Linked DNA regions of Gossypium hirsutum: region 2 is linked to region 1. A link is a contact called in public Hi-C data. All regions are on one chromosome and are shown on one strand. Each heading gives the region's core, a stretch centred on a gene start, on an enhancer-like site or on the middle of the called end of the contact. The rest is flanking DNA. Distances are from core to core; before and after follow the strand shown. Region 1 holds the start of LOC107886148 (photosynthetic NDH subunit of subcomplex B 4, chloroplastic). Region 2 holds the start of LOC107948596.

The links. Hi-C and Micro-C count contacts between places; a contact is called where the count stands out from the background.
Region 2: a Hi-C map of leaf shows a contact between it and region 1, with 2.6 times the contacts expected there. The contact joins the promoter of LOC107948596 here to the promoter of LOC107886148 in region 1. A contact is called at or near these places in 2 of 34 Hi-C or Micro-C datasets (both in leaf).

Annotation. Positions count from the first base shown.
Region 1 is chrA03:18,266,576-18,271,246 of Gossypium_hirsutum_v2.1, forward strand. LOC107886148 (photosynthetic NDH subunit of subcomplex B 4, chloroplastic) reads right to left here and starts at 2,858. Exons shown (of 5, transcript XM_016809991.2): 1 at 2,563-2,858; 2 at 2,307-2,481; 3 at 2,137-2,192; 4 at 1,958-2,029; 5 at 668-939. The coding sequence starts at 2,676. The coding sequence ends at 826.
Region 2 is chrA03:18,626,216-18,630,678 of Gossypium_hirsutum_v2.1, forward strand. It overlaps LOC107948596, which reads left to right and starts at 2,044. Exons shown (of 20, transcript XM_016883210.2): 1 at 2,044-2,302; 2 at 2,417-2,486; 3 at 2,726-2,768; 4 at 3,330-3,407; 5 at 3,540-3,624; 6 at 3,717-3,799. The coding sequence starts at 2,182.

The sequences.
Region 1 (4,671 bases), core at 1,608-4,107:
ATTGTTAGAGACAAAAGTGTGTCCCATCGTTGGTTGTGACCTTGAAAGAGAGGCTTTGCCCATTAAGGTAACCGTTGCTTTGCCAGTTTTGGCCACAACTAATCGATATGGGTAACCAACCAATTTTCGACCCTTTGATCGAAGCCGAATGAACATTCCTGGCACCCCCGACATTGGTGAATAGGACTAGGTTGAAGTACGAATGGCCATTGGTTGTCACTCTCATGCCCCTCCTCTTTCTACATGGCACCCTATAAAAATCACAATAACATATGTTATGTCCGCAATAAACATGATTGAAAACGCGTATGTAACTACAAGCTGGAAAGATAAGTTATAGGAACAATCCCAGCTTTATAATGAGCAATTTGTTGGAAAACGGGTTGAGAGAGATGAAAATGGTTGGTTGGGGGTGGGGGGTTGCACCGGCCGCCTGCGTTGTTTGGCGGGCACCAGTTAGGTTCATTAACAAACTTGAGCTCAAAACAAAAGCACCACAACTCAAGCCATTAGTTAACAGTGCTGTGCTCAATGCTGCCGTATTGGTCCCACACCCTTGGCTGTATAGATTTCCATATCCACAAGCCCCACCCTTAAAATCGAAGTAACATTTATTATATTTGCAATCGAAAAGTTGCTGCTAAATAGGAAGTATAAAACGAGAAAATGCCAAGAACTCAAATTTACTCCATAATATCATTCAGGCCAAGCATGTAAAATGTTTGCAATAAAATAACATCAAGAAGTTTATCTTTTTCTGTCGATGCATATTTAAAACATATATACAGGGATGTTTCACATGGTTCTGTATATAATATCAAGCTTCTACTTGCGGCCTGCTTCTTCGAGTTCTCGAAGCCCACCGACCTTCTGCTCTATCTCCTCAATCAGCTCTTCACGCCACAGCTCTGCCCTTGCAGATTCTTCAATGTCCTCTTGCTGCATTTCAAATAGCCTCATGAGCGAAACAACATATACAACTGAATTGAAAGTGAACTAACAGTACTTCAAAAGCAAAAAGGTAAGAACCCTTAGCTTAGTCCAATTAGTTTATGCAATCAAACTTTTAAAAACTATGGAATCTAGCAAGTATGATATTATAATATCCCTAGACTATAAGACCTTTATGCCAAAAGAGAAAAGCCTAAGAATCAATCACATATTTGGTACTTCAACTTTGGTAAGATTTAGAAATTGGTGTTTCGAGATTGATTTTAGACTAATTTAATGTCAAAGAAATGAATCCGGCGCTTAATTCAATTCAATTGGTGGGTTCATGCATGTACATCCTTCCCTTATTCCCCAACCGAGGCTTCTTTTTTTCCGCAACCAATCAATAATACTATAATTTATCACATCCACAATGTTGTGACTGCAAATATCAAATATTAAAAAGTATATTTATAAATTTATTTTAATAAATAATTAATGGAGTGATAAGAGATATTTATTTAAATTTGTTGAGCTTGTGTTCATTTCACAAACAATATTTTACAGTTATTTCATTTGGAATATTATAAAAGTATCAAGAGACCAAAAAAATCCTTAGAATAACATTTGTTATTTTTTAAAATAATGATAATTTAGTAATTTTACAAATGAGTTGATTGTACCTTATATAGTGTATATATACAATTGATGGAGGTAATAAAATATGGGTATTAAAATGAAAATGTATAAAAGTTATTAAAACAAAGCTTTAGTTAATTGGTTAATTTAAATTTTATCAATACAATTTACAGGGGTTCTAGTTTTATTATATGTATATTTTGATTGGTTTTTTAATTAAAAGATTAAAATACCTTCGAATAATATAATTTATTTTAATTATAGAAAGATATTCTTGTAATTCTTTAATCGAATTAGTTACTGATTTACTCGTGACAACAACTTAGTTAAAATCTTAAATAACAGTATAGATATGATATAGATGAGGAAATTAAGGGATGTAATTAACCTTCTCATAAACCCAATGTCCAGTACCATCACCTCCATCTTTCCTGTATACTTCAGAATCATAGTATGGATCCTATACAATGAATGTTCTAAATCAGATACTTCAAAGCTCAAATCAAAAGAAAGCCACCCATTATATATCAATTATAGCGAACAAAATCAATGGACATATGATTATACCTTGGTGGACCCAAAAAACAAACATCCCCAGCAAGTGAACATAATGTAGAAAGCATCTACAAAGCAAAAAAGGACCAAAGGAAAATTCTTCAGCATTTCATCATATAGCTTCAATACGTAAATCGTTGACCAATTTGAATGAATGAATGAATTGATGGAAAAACACTTACAAACTTTTTTAATGGCTTCATCACTAAGATGCCAAATAGATTTATTGGTTATAATTTCTCTTTGGGCATCAAGTTGTTGAACATGATGAACTAAAACTGCCATTAGAGGCCAATCTGGTAGAGCATTAACTTTAACAAAAGCTCCCCTTCTTTTACTCTTGTTGCCTTCATCAATCTATATGTATATACATCACAAATTTCAAGCTGGTACTGCAGTAACATCCCTGCAAATCAAATCACTCACCAAACTACTTACCTGCTGGCAGCCATTGTTGAAAAGCCTGGTGCTGCTTGAAAATGGGTAGTTGCCGAATTTGGTAGGTTGAAGATAACTACAGTGAATCCATGGTTTTAAAATGGTGAAGCTCATATTTGGCTTGTAGAATGTGGTAGTTCTTTTTTCTTTTTTTTCCTCCAAAAGTTATGGATTTTTGGTACTTTAGTTATGTGAGTGAAGGGTTAAGTAGATAAGGCACTCATTTGCATCCATTCTTACTCGGCCCGGTCGGGTCACGATCCGTTTTAAAAAAAAAAAAAATCATGTCAAATCTCGGCCTGATCCGATTAGTGGGTCACTTTTATTATTAAATTTATTATAAAATAATGGTTTTGAAAAATATATATTTAATCAACAGTAGTGATAAAATATGAGAACAACTCAATTTGTATTATTTTTCTAATATCATATTATATTTTATGTCGTGTTTTAACCTTTGCAATTCTTTCTCAATTACATGCAATCTTAACTAAAACAATAATAGTTCATCATAATCTAATTTTTAGACTTTAACTTAACAATTATCCCACACTAAAATTGAAATACTTTTTTTATCTAAATTTAACTTGAAATTTAATAATTGTCTCACATTAGAACATGGCCTTTTTTCCAAAAATATAAAACATTAATCTAAATTAAAAAATTTCAAACTCAACATAAAAACATTTTGTGAAATTCAAACCCAAAATAATATTAACCCTAATATTTCTTGGAATATTTTCATGTGAACTCAAAGGAAAATCAAAACTGCCAAATGTTTACCTGCTGCAAATCAATCCTAGTTTTTAGGTAGGGACGAAAAATAGGAAAAAAGCAACAAACATATTAAGGTGTAGGTTATCTGTCCAAGACTCCAACCGACCACTTCTTTTGATTAATCTTGTTTTTATTCGATTATTTGTTTGTTGTGTATGTTGGATATTTGATGAAGGAAAGATTGAAACAGAAAGCGATACAATAAAATAGAGAAGTGTTTGGATTATAATTTTTTTATTTTTCATTTCAACATATTAATTTACATAAACATCTACGCTTAAATAAGCTGAATATAATAATAAAATACTACAACTTGATAAATCTTGAAACTTGGAGAGCTTTCAAGCTTGGTGAGCTCGCATATTTGGTGAGCTCGCAGTTTTGATGACCTCGCAGTTCGCACTATTGATAAGCTGGCAAATATGGTGAGCTCACAGTCTTGGTGAGCATGTAGTTGTGTAGGAGCTAGATTCGCCAATGTATGAATAGCTAGAACGACGAAATTTTGCAAGTGTACACAATCACTAACAAGTAATAAAGTGACAAGTAAATGTCGAGTTATCATACCCATAAGGACTGTGAAAGAAAATATTTATGAAATACAACTTTAAGCAATTTGGTGAAAGAAAAATATATTGATTTGAAGAAGTTTTTATAAAACTAAAAATTAACTAAGACAAATAAAAAGTAAAAATGTTCCAATACACGATTTCTGAAAATGAGTTTAATCAATATGACATAAATGTATTAAATCAATTACATTCCTTAACTTAGAATTACTAAGCCCATGTTCATGTTGTTATAAATAATTTCACGACAACTTGGTATTTTGTTAACTAAACCATTTGAATTAAATCTAAGCCATTTTAATTAAATCAAGAACAACAACACAACAAATATTCATGTTCATAATCACAACATAAACGAGAAAAATTAAAGAGAAGAGCAGAACTAGGAAACAAATCTTGGTGTTTCTCCGAAGCCAGACTAGTGTCCTCATCATCTTCACAGCTCGTTCTGTCGATTCAAGGCCTTAACTAACATTTAAATGTTGCTACTCCAAGGGAGATGCAAGCTCTCTTTCAAGAGTGGAAATCACCAAAGGAAGATGGCAAGAAAATGGGAAAACAATGAAGGAAATAGAAGAGAGAAAGGTGAAGAATATGTAGGATGTGAGTTGTGTGAAATGAGGAAGGGAATAGGGGTATTTATGTAACGCCCCAAAAATGTTATATTTTGGTTTTGTGAATTGTAACACAAATGTGCATCTGCTACAGTGGTTAAGTGTTTTGGGTGTGTGTGTGAAGTTTCAAGTTCAAGTCCTATTTTGGG
Region 2 (4,463 bases), core at 794-3,293, 360 kb after region 1:
AGCAAATTGACAGAATATTAGGTCTAATTTTGGTTTTAACCCAATTTGGTCCCCAAACAAAATTTTGATGTGTTTATAAGTCTAATTTATGATTTTTAATGTGTTTGAGAAATAAAATAATAGAATTTATAAATGTGAAAGGACAAAATTATTAAAATATATATAATCAAGATCAAATTGATAGAATATTCAAATATTGAGTATTAAATGTATTATTATACTAATTAAAAAAATACCATATTATCATTTTGGCTAACAATCTAATGAAAGGTGAACAAAATAGAATCAATGGAATGAAAAATGTCAGTAATGAAAGTGAAAACTAATAACAAAAATAAAAACACACTAATAATTAATTCACTAATTATATAGTTTACCCTTGAAAACCAATCATTCTCCAAGATTTAACAGCATGTTTGGTTGGCATGAATAGCCATTCCATTCACGTCAGATTCAATGGAGAACTGTAATTCAATAGTTTGGTTCATTGAATGAGTTATTCAGTGGAATCCATTCCTTCTCTATTCATTAAGAATAGCTATTCAACGTCAACACGGAATAGAAAATTTTTGTTTTAGTCAATTTTACCTAGTATATTTTTTCAAACCCACTTTCAGACATTTTCAAAAGCTTCAAAAATAAATTGCAGAACTCATTTCTGTTTCCATCTTGCTTTTACTTTAATCTTACTCCTCATTCTCTTCTACTCTCCATCAATTTCTAGAACATAATAAGAAAGAATAAAAATTCTTTTCTCAACACTTTCAACTCTTGACCAATTTCCAGAAGATAAAAAAAATTAAAACTAAAACTCGTTTCTTAATAATAGATCTGTAAAATTCTCTTCTACTCTCCATCAATTTCTAGAATATAACAAGAAAGAATAAAGATTTATTTCTCAATAGTTTCAACTCTCAATCAATTTCTAGAAGATAACAGAAAAACTAAAACTAAAACCCATTTTTTAATAATAGATCTATAAAATGTGATTTGGAGAGGGAAGCTTTCTTACTCATTTTTCTTACATATAACAGATAAATAAAGGGAAAAAGCAAGAAGATAAAAAAAGAATAAGCTTAAATTAGTGGCTTTTGGAGCAAGTGAAATAGTGGACAATGGCGCCACCGGTGGTGGACTGTCAGTAATTGATTCCATTTCATGTTAAGAGAAAAGATTAGATGAAGAAGATGAGTGGTTAAGAGTGATGATGAAGAAGATGAGAAGAGAAAAGATTAGATGAAGAAGATGAGAGAGAGGGACAATAAAAAAAAGATTAAATTTTTTATAATTAGGTGGGTGTTAAATCAATTTTAAAAATAATTTTTTTAAATATAAATACATGAATTTTTATATAGTACCATATACAAAATACCCAAAAGAAATTTTCAACAAATTAATATTTGAAATATAATTTATAAAAATATCTCTTGATATTAATTTTTACCATAATATTCTTATTTTATTTGTAAATATAATTAATTTAGATATGCAAAATATGTATCAATAAAATAAATAAATAATAATTTATCTAGTTTAAGGGTTATAATATGTATTAATTCATATTTTAGGTAAAATTTTACTAAAAATTATATTAAGAATGTTATTAAATTATATAATTTTATTTTTATTTAATTATATTTAGTAATAATTATATTAAAACATGATTAAATTATTTATTATTTTAATTATAATCTTAATAAAATTTAATAACGATAATTATGTACTTAAAAAAATCTATTAAAGGTACTCTAGTTATTTTTGCCTATTTTCTTATATTATTACAATATCATTTCATTGAATCAAATATAAAAATATCATTATAATTTTATTCCATTTCATTCAATCAAACAACTAAATTACTAATTATAACTCTATTCTTTCGTAATTCTATTGCATTAGAGCCAACCAGAGTTCACTTATTTTGGTTTAATGTATAAGAAATCTGCTTTAATCAGAATCTTTATCCTAGCCAATGATCTTACGCCACGCGTTTAATTTCACGTGCCGCTTAGATACTGCAGTTTACATAATTGTAATCGACGACTAAAAGAATTTGCTTTTTGTACTTCACTTTTTTCCTTTGTCGCTTTGGCACTTCAAACATTCAAAACTCGCTTGCTCGGCAGTGATCTCTCAGTCTCTCTCTGAAGAAACCAGAGGAATCATCGGCGAAATCGAGCGATGGCCGGAGATTCTGCGACGAAAATCAAAGCCTATGCGGTGCCTGCGGTTCTATTCTCTCTTTCCATGTTATATCAGCTCGTTCTTCTCCCTCGTGCCTTTCCCCCTTCTCATTACGATGGTGAGTCCCAACTGTGTATATATATTCGTATTTTTATCAGTATATTGGACTTTGTTGCTGGAATTTTTTGGTTTAAGAAGTATAGTGATTTTTAACTTATTAAATGAGTGGTAGTTTTGGGATTAAAGACATATTGTTCAATGGAAGAAGTGAAAGAGGCGTACGAGAATCTTGAATCCAAATGGTAATTCTTCAATTTCTTTCTACTTAAATTTTTACAATCTTTTTTTAGATTGAAAGAAAAGATTGAAGAGGTTAACATATTGATTATCTCAAAATAAATAAATATGAAATATAATATATTATGACGTTTCAAAATATATGAATATCACACGGATATACGAATTGCCAGGCTTTGATTAATTTGTTGGTTTTCGGACTTTACCATTTCTTGTTCGCATGTCTTCAATCGTATTGTTTCAGGAATTCAGGACTGGAAATTCCTACTACCACTGAATTTATCAAGGTCGGTTAGTTAAACTTCTTTCTTCAATTTTATTTACTTATTTGTTTTCTTTGTTTCTGCAAAAAAAAAAAAAGAATAAGAAGAAGTTAATTCTGTTTTTTAGCAATTTATTGCTCCTAGCATTTTGAATTATTAATAGTTACGTTACTTTCTTTGCTGCCTCACTACTTGCATTTTGCTTGCGGAAGTACAAAAGAAAAAAAATTGCATATCATACATGAGTAAATACTAATATTTCTGAAGAATTTAGAGGATGTACTCCATCGGTTTACAACCATTATGCTAGAATTAATGTAGCTTCTTTGCCATTTGGTAAATTTTAATCAATTACCATCAACTATGATTTATTTTCAACCATTTGTTTTTAAGTAACTTTTTCTAAGACACAGAAAGCAAGCAGAAAAAGCAACAATCGCATGTAGTTTTAACATTGCTCCTCCATGATTAGATGAAGTCACATTTAGCCTTAGCTAAATGAACATCGTAGGCCATTATTGAAGATGCTGAGGTCAAATTATATAGTAATTCCATGAGTATATGGTGTTTATCATCTTGTTGCAGATTCGGTATGCTTATGAGCTTTTGACAAATCCCATATGGAAAAGGAATTATGATGTATTTGGAATTAATGAGCAAGATGTAAGTATTTCTCTGCAACCTACTTGCTGTCCATAGTTTTATCTCCTGGAATCATCTCCAAGAGAGAGGGAGAGAAAGATAGCCTGGGTTTTGTATTATTTTATTGAAGGGTTTTACTCCCATGGTCTGCAGCATGTTCTGGAAAAACTCAGCCAACAATATGCAGGGGAAAAGTTCTCTAACATAGCACTCCCATTACTGCGTACTGTTGCTTCTGGTATTGAAATTTTGAATCTTTACATTTTTTTCCCCCATACTATGAAAGCTTTAAAAGTTAATGTGAAGCCAAAGAATGGGCACTTCCTGCAGATACTGGAGATGATGCTTTTAATGTTATTACTTCCAAGGAGTTTCAGTCTATGTTTCAAGATTCCAAACCATGGTTACTTCAGGTACATACAACCATTGACTGATATATGTTTGCATAGTATTGCTACTTTAATTAGATTTCCCCATATATTATAAAATCTTCAATAGTCTAGTAGCCCATGCTGCTCATATCCAAAGGATAGTTTAAACAGTCTCCTCATTCATGGAGAAAACTAAGAGTTTACATTCAGGAGAGGAAGAGAGATTCATTCTACCCTGGGACTTACCCGTGTTGAATTGGTTACTTGGCAATCTAACAGCTTAATATTTTAGAATTTTATTTGGTTTGTTTATTGGCGAATTCAGCTTAAGCTTATTAAAACTCCCTAACTTAACCAATTTCCACTCAGTACCATGTTTAATTGGGGTTAACTCAAGCAGACGGCTATCTCTTATTCTTGGATAAATTGTTGACCATGCTAACTAAGTTCTCTAATGACCACATTAATACATTCACATGTCATCATTTGAGACTTGGTTTGCACCAAGGTACTCGAAATCCCTCGCTGATCTGGTACTCCCTCATTCATATAATTTCTGCTCATTATGTCCCCGTAGGTACAGTTGCTCCCTCATATAAGCCCTTTGGAAATGGAAAGAACCTTCTTCATCCAACTGTCCATTCTGTTGAGCGTTAGTGCAGAAAGGTCCTTTTTTAGTGCCATACTACTATGGCATGTTTCACAT